Linked DNA regions of Mus musculus: region 2 is linked to region 1. A link is a contact called in public Hi-C data. All regions are on one chromosome and are shown on one strand. Each heading gives the region's core, a stretch centred on a gene start, on an enhancer-like site or on the middle of the called end of the contact. The rest is flanking DNA. Distances are from core to core; before and after follow the strand shown. Region 1 holds the start of Arpc4 (actin related protein 2/3 complex, subunit 4). Region 2 holds the start of Wnk1 (WNK lysine deficient protein kinase 1).

Region 1 (3,973 bases), core at 51-2,550:
TGGGGCAGCGGAGACAAGCACAGGATCACGGACAGACAAACATCAGACAGAGGGGATAAAGGCTAAAAAACAGCTGTCATGTAGTTCAGCAGTGGGTTCTAGCTCCATACCACAGCATTCTCTTATGTCAACCAAGAAGAGGCAAAACCGGAAAGGCAAAATTAGTTGTGTGCGGTGACAAGTACCGTTGGGAAAGTGATAGAATATTCTTTTCTCTACCTCGATTGTGGCTACCTGATTATTTTGTCAAGGTTCATTGAAAGAAAACTAAATTTTAGATGACCAGCCCTGTGATAGTTACCCTTTAGTGGCTTGAAGAAATTGTACAATAAACTTGAATGCTTAAAAACGCAAAGTCAAAACTCAGTCAGCAGGAAATGGCTTTCACGCTAAGGAATGAAACCAGTTAGGACTAACACTGGAGCAAGCTTTAAAAAGTGACTTTTGAAAAAGAGGGTCTAATTTCAAAGTCTCTTCCCTGAGAGCATTCCCGGGCGTGCAACAAGCAGTCCAGCCTTTAGAACTCAGGTCGTCAAGGGCTGACCAGAGAAAGTAGTGGGAAGCCTGGGACCTTTCGGAGAACAACTGCACGGAGCACCCACAGATCCCAAACCCGAGCATGAAAGAGGAGGACCAGCGGCCATCAACATTTACACACGTTAAGGTCAACACGGTTCTGCACATCTAGGAAGGAGTCTGAATGCAGGCAAGCAACACAGAACCTTCATTGGGAGCTGGAAGGCAAGGCTTCCAGGAAGCGCCAAGAAGTAAGAAGATGAAGTGGACACTTGCCTCGAGGTCCCGTGAGACCGCGAAGGCAGGCAGGGACAGGGGGTTGTACTTAGCCAACCTCTACCGTGGACGGAGAGGAGGCCCCGCAGAGCGGTCCTACCTCAGCTGCAAGCCACCACCACGGGCTTCGCAGCCCGGTCTCCTGCCCCCTCCGAACATCGGGGAGAGGTCATTCTAGCCCGGGATTCCCAACCTGGAAGCTTCCGGGCCTGCTCTTGCTCAGAGAGCCTCCTGGCTCGCCCCTTCCTCCTCGCCTCGGCCCTCGCCCCACCCTTTGCCTCTCCATCCTCCCCGTGCCTCCTCATCCCGGGGCAACCTCGGGCCGCAAGCCCTAGCGGCAAGCAGCATCTCCCCCAGACCCACAGCCTCTACAGGCAAAACACAGGGAGGACCCCAACCCCTGGTCTCTCACCATCGCGGGCGCTGTCTGGGCCGGAAAGCGGAAGTGCGGAAGTGCCCGGACCCGCGACGCCTGCCCTTTCGAGAGAGGCGCAGCCGCAGTCTCCGACAGCACTTCCGGGCTGGACCATCTCGGGTAGGACCGGGGAGGGAGAGCCGAGAGATATTCAGATCTCCGGGGCGATTTCACACTGGGACCTCTGGGACTTGTAGAAGACCTGCTATGAGACAGTAGCGGTCGAGTCCCCTTGGATCGCTACACATATTCCGCCAGCGCCTTTAGTGCTTGTCGCTTTGGTTGTAGCCTCCCCCCGTGTGACAATAGTACAGCCCGACCTCAGGTTGGGCACCAAATTAGGACAGGCCGAACCGGAGAAACGTTTCTTCCGGTGGTGCTCCCCTATCCTCTCCGGGCTCCTCCCATTTGCAACCGTAGGGTTCGGCCGGGTAGCCAGTCCCTTGAGATTTGGGCTCTGGGCCCCACCCCAGCCCCGGGCTGCTTCCTAGCCCGGGACTCCTCAGGCCTAGCATTCCACCTCCCGGAGATTCGTAGGTGGCCTTAGACCCCCACCCCCACCCCGGCCCTACAGGCCACCTTGGGCTGGCCGTCCCCGCCCTCGCGTCAACTGCAGGGGGCCCGCCCATAGCCAGTTCCGGAGCAGTTGCTCCGATCGCCCTGAACTCCCCGCCCCCTCCTGCGGCCCAGGGCCTGTAGGAGGCCGCAGAGAGGAGGTAGGAGAGGCGGGGGTTGTGTTAGGGGCTCCCTAGAGGACGAGGACCCTGGAGGCGGGATCTTGGGGCGACACACAGGTGGAGCCAGCCATTAAGCAGTCCCACTTCTGTGCCAGGCACTGAACTGGGCACTTGACGAGCATCACCTCTTAATCCTCAGAACATTCCAGGGAGGTAGGTAATTCTCGATGCCCCCATTTTACAGATTTATACTTCTTAATGGGGAAATAGACTGAGGCATCATCTTTTGTCCTGGAAAAAAGAAAAACAAACAAACAAACAAACAAAAACCGGAGATTCAGGTTAAATAACATGTTTAGAAACGCACATAAGAAAATGGGCTGGAACTTAGTTCTGTTCACCTGACCAGCCTGTGTTCCAAACTAGCCAGGGACACAGAGAAGGTGCAGAGGTGGAATGGAGTGAGACAAGAGGAGGCAGGGAGAACCCTGTCAAATAGAATGCTAGAAACGACCCAACGTAGGGAAACAGAGGACATAGGAAGACAGGGCACACTAGTATCTCCTCTTCCTTAATGCTGCAGATTCCAGACTTCTGCGGTTCAAATTGCAACTAGGAGGCCGGCCTAATCATGCAGGTTTGTACACCTAGTGACTTGGGAGGCTAAAGCAGGTGGATCATAAGTTCAAGGCCTGGAATTCATGAAAGGGGGGGGGGGCTGGATGTAACTGTAACATAATTAAGTTTGGAGAATTTGTGCCTAGAATGAACAAGCGCTTGTATAAATCAGGTGTGGTACATGCCTAAAATTCCATCTCTTGGGAGGTGGAGACAAAACCTTGGCTACATAGCTAGTTTGAGACCAACCTGAGTGCATATCTTTATCCCAGCACTCAGAGGCAGGTGCTTTCTGGGGTGGGGGTCGGGAGGGGGAGCTCTATGAATCCTGATCTATGTAGCAAATGAGTATCAGGCCACTCAAGACTACATAATGAGATTTTTGTCTCCCCCACCCCAAAATGGGGGTGAGGTAGGGTCTGGAGATGTGTGAGACCCTTCAGTGCTACCAAAACAAAAAAAGACAATAAATTGCAGTTAGGAGTCTAGGCATGTGTACATACTCTTCTGGAGTCTTTTTCCTTTCTTTGTCAAAAGAAAGAAACCAGGCAGTGGTGGCACACGCCTTTAATCCCAGTAGAGGCAGGTGATCTCTGAATTGAAGGCCAGCCTGGTCTATAGAGTTCATTCCAGGCCAGCCAGAGTTGTTATACAGAGAAATTATGTTGAATGAATGAATGAATGAATGAATGAATGAAAAGCATGGCAAAAGGCCCCCCTTTTAAGGTTATGTGCATAATTCAGTGAAGTCAACCTAGCTTGGGGTACAGTCAGGGCTCTGTTGGGTCTCTCTCCCCATGCTACTTTGTCTCCTATCCAATGGCCTTCTCCCCTCTAATTTTACAGGGTCCCACCTCCTGGGCCATGAGCGAGCTGAAGGACTGTCCACTGCAGTTTCATGACTTCAAGTCTGTGGACCACCTGAAGGTCTGTCCCCGCTACACGGCAGTGCTGGCCCGCTCCGAGGACGATGGCATTGGCATTGAGGAGCTGGACACCCTGCAGCTGGAGCTTGAGACTCTGCTGTCCTCTGCAAGCCGGAGACTGCGTGTACTGGAAGCTGAAACCCAGGTGATTGTCCATGGGGGGCATCCACTAGAGACATTGTGTCAAGTTATGGGATGGATCCTTAGGTTCCCTCTCTGCTGAGGCCCAGGGATGGATGGGAAGAGAGACCCACATGGGAATCATGACAGAATAGTTAGCTCTCAGTTCAGCTTACCGTTAGCCAAGGATGCTATCCGACTGTAGGTGGACACCGCCCACGTGTGGCCCCTGAAGTTGCCTGGGAACTTTCTGAGATGCACTGTGATACAGTCAGTTGCATAGACAGAACCACCGGGTGCCTTGGAGTGTGACATAAAGGTTAGCTGGGAGTCTTGTTCACCACCACCAAAAAACCCAGCAGCAGCAGATTTCCCCAGGACTACCATGCCAAACCGTTTGTGACTAGCTTGGGCGGCAGCAGAAG
Region 2 (3,653 bases), core at 726-3,225, 6.7 Mb before region 1:
GTAAATAAGAATAAGCAACAACGATAAAATTGTTTCAGAACCACCTGGACAGAAATATCCTAATTTCTTTTTATAGAAACAAACATACAATAAATAAAAAAAAAACTGTGATTTACTGGTCTTTTAAAAACCCACCACTGTATAATTAAGTTTCTTTGTGTTATAAACAAAGTTTTCTCTGGTAAAGCAACTTTGAGAAAATTATAATCAACAGTCTTAAGAAGTACAAGAAAAATGCACTTCATAGTTACTTCTTCATTTGCTGACATTAGATTTATCACTGGAGATAAACCACTAATTAAATGTACTAAAACAGACTTACCATTAATAAAGTGAACTAATGATTTTCTAAAACAGTAGAGCACTAATATTTCAGTATTCTTCCTGCCCCTTCTGCACTTGTATTTCAAACTGTTCACAACCTGCCTTCTTTATTAAATCTAACAGCCATAGGGTTCAAACAAACACTAAAACTTACATGGTAGATTTCGGCAAGAAAAAAAAAAAGGAAACGTGCTGACTTCTTTTTAAACGTTTCTGATAAGTTAATATTAATTGTATAGCAAGACTTCTCTATGCGAAGTTTATCTAGATACACTGAGTCAAGGAATCTTCCGTTTAGCCGCTTCCAAATCACTCAGAGATCCTCTCATATAGTCTTGGACAAGGAAAACGCGCTTCAGAGCTCGCTCCAGTCCTGGGCTGCGACTGCAGCGTATTCACGCTCGGGTGCGGTTGCGTACGTTTAAGCGCTTCCCGCTCTCACCGGTTGGGTTAAGACTTGTAACTGCCATCTGGCTCATAAATTTGGTTTCCTACTCTGTCTGGTGCCCCCTGGTGCTCATCACAACTATAATCTTACGTAGTAGCAAAGGTGGTCCAGGAAGCACTAAAGATATTTTGAAGAGAAGAATTCCATTACTGTAAACTGCACGGATCTAGGTTTCCGGAGATCCGCGCCTTGGTATAAATTACATATGTGTACATATGCAAGTGTAGTACAGAAAGGGGATGTTTTACTGAGCCACCGAGGCAGGGTATAAGAAAACAAAAGGAAAATAATTTTTACTCAAATATAGAGGCAAAAGTCAACTATGTCCTCTCAAGTTTGTAATCAAAGATTAAAGATGTAGAATATCTTCGAACTCGACCTCCTCCCATGCTTGTCACCCGCCTCTCCCCGCCCCCTACACCTCCCGTTCCCGTTAAGTTTCCGGCAAAGCAAAGAGGTTCGCTCTGATCCTGGGTTTTATTTAGTAGGCAGCCCATCTTTGCAGCCAAAGTACTTGTTTGGAAACTGGAGATGAGCATGCGGCTTTAGTTGTTGTGAAGAAGAGAAGGATGGAATATATTTTGTTTACCCTCACCCATCTAATCAACAGTGATGGTATGTGCACTCTTCACAAAGTTTTCTGGGAGTCTTCGAATTCAGGCTCAGGTTATTCAGCTTTACCTCCTTCTCCACTCCCACACCCCTAGTCACAACACTAAGGAGGCTCTCCATTAAAGACGAACAACATCATTTTTCATTGCATGGCAGCTCTACGAGCTATCTAAGCAGAACATGACGGAAGTCTCTCATTCTCTCCTTTCTTTTCTTCTCCTTTCTTCTCTTCTTTTGCAATTGATTCCTAAATAATGATTTTGATAGCGAGCACTGAGTTTGGAACGGAATTGAGCGACCCACGATGACGCTCCCATCAGGCTTTCAGATGGGGCGGTTTTCAAAAAAAGGAACTACAATTCCCAGGAGGCACCAGGCTAGAGCAATCGCAGGGCATCACGGAAGTAGTAGGCGCGTTCCTCCCGGGTTCCTTTCACGGTTTTCACCGCGAAACTACAAATCCCATCGTGCCTCGAGCTCGGCACGCCTGCGCGAGAGCCCCCCGAGCGCGATGTGGGCGGGGCCGCCCCGGGCGGCGGGGGGCGGGGTCCAAGCGGGCTGTGTGGAGGCTTCAGACATCGGCGCCATTTAAAGCGGAGAGTTTTCCCGGGCGGACGCGCTCCTTCTGCTCGGCTATTCCGTACTCCCTTCTTCGCTGACAGAAGGCGCCTAGTGGGGTGACTGCTCTTTTTCTCTCCCTCTCCCCCTCCTCCCAGTTCTTTCGGTCTCCTCTCCTCCTGGCCAGAGAAGTAGCGGAGCCCGGGCCCCGCGGTGAGCGGCCCTCCCCTCCCCACAGTTCCCTCCCTCCTCTGCCCCCGGCGCCGGCCAGAGAGGGGAAGAGGTTCGCCAGGCCCGGGGCGGGCGGGGAGGCCTCGGGGACGGGGGGGGCCGCTCCTCAGGCTTCGAGGCTTCGAGGCTTCGGCCCTCAGCATCTAGTGATGGGCGCCCTCTGAGACTGGTCCCCTCTCCGGGGCGCGTGCTGCCTGAGGCGGCGGCCGAGCGAGCGAGCGAGCGAGCGAGCGACCGGGAACCCGGGCCGCGGCCCTCCTTCCCCTGCGCGGCCCCTCCCACTCCTGTGCCCCGGGCTGCCACCGCCCGGCGTCGGGGCTCGTCCCTCGCGCGCTGTGCCTCCGCCCTCAGGGCCTATCCCGCCGTGCTCGGCGGGCGGGCGGCGACGGCGGCAGCGGCAGCGGAGGGAGCTTAGCCGTCTTCACTTGGGTCGCATCCTCTCGCCCAGGAGCCAATTCCGCGCCCTGCTCCTCATGACTGCGGCGCTTCTGCTGCCCCAGCCCTACCGGCCTCCGCTCGCTGCAGGATGGATGCGGACTGTGCGGCGCTAACCCCCGTGGCTCCGCTCCCTCCTAGCCCGCCGACGAGCCCGCCCCGTGAGCCGCAGCAGCTTCGGTGCCAGCAGCAGCAGCCGCCGCAGCAGCCGGACTCAGTGTCCCGCGTCGCCCTCGGGGCGCCTTGTCAGTGCTGAGTGGGAGTCGTCCGGTGGTTCGGAGCCCGCCGTAGGAGCGCTGCCCAGCACTTCTTGGTGGCTTCTCCGGGTCACCCTTTTCCCTTTTCATTCATAAATCCGAGCCCGCATTCTTCACTCCATCGGACCGACCATGTCTGACGGTGCCGCCGAGAAGCAAAGCGGCACTCCGGGCTTCCTTACGCCTCCGGCGCCCGTCCCCAAGAATGGCTCAAGCTCCGATTCTTCCGTGGGCGAGAAACTGGGGGCTACGGTCGCCGACTCGGGAGTTGGCAGGACGGAGGAATATCGGCGCCGCCGGCACACTATGGACAAGGACAGTCGTGGGGCGGCCGCCACCACCACCCCCACGGAGCACCGATTCTTCCGCCGAAGCGTCATCTGCGACTCCAATGCCACCGCGTTGGAGCTGCCGGGCCTCCCTCTCTCTATCCCGCAACCTAGTGTACCTGCAGTGGTGCCCCAGAGTGCTCCACCCGAACCTCACAGAGAGGAAACTTTGACCGCCACCGTTGCTTCCCAGGTGTCTCAGCAACCCTCGGCTGCTGCCTCCCCTGGGGAACAAGCCGTTGTAGGCTCGGCCACCACGACCGTCCCCAGCAGTACCAGCAAAGACCGCCCGGTGTCCCAGCCCAGCCTCGTGGGGAGCAAAGAGGAGCCACCGCCGTCCAGAAGTGGAAGTGGCAGTGGTGGCGCCAGCGCCAAAGAGGCGCAGGAGGATAGGAGCCAGCAACAGGATGATATCGAAGAGCTGGAGACCAAGGCAGTGGGAATGTCCAATGACGGTCG

What was found. Hi-C and Micro-C count contacts between places; a contact is called where the count stands out from the background.
Region 2: a Hi-C map of B cells shows a contact between it and region 1, with 6 read pairs. The contact joins the promoter of Wnk1 here to the promoter of Arpc4 in region 1.

The regions. Positions count from the first base shown.
Region 1 is chr6:113,375,440-113,379,412 of GRCm38.p6, reverse strand. It overlaps Arpc4 (actin related protein 2/3 complex, subunit 4), which reads right to left and starts at 1,300. Exons shown (of 6, transcript NM_026552.3): 1 at 1,205-1,300. The coding sequence starts at 1,207. It overlaps Tada3 (transcriptional adaptor 3), which reads left to right and starts at 1,575. Exons shown (of 10, transcript NM_001372392.1): 1 at 1,575-2,097; 2 at 2,468-2,521; 3 at 3,349-3,573. The coding sequence starts at 2,516.
Region 2 is chr6:120,036,977-120,040,629 of GRCm38.p6, reverse strand. It overlaps Wnk1 (WNK lysine deficient protein kinase 1), which reads left to right and starts at 1,975. Exons shown (of 28, transcript NM_001199084.1): 1 at 1,975-3,653. The coding sequence starts at 2,998.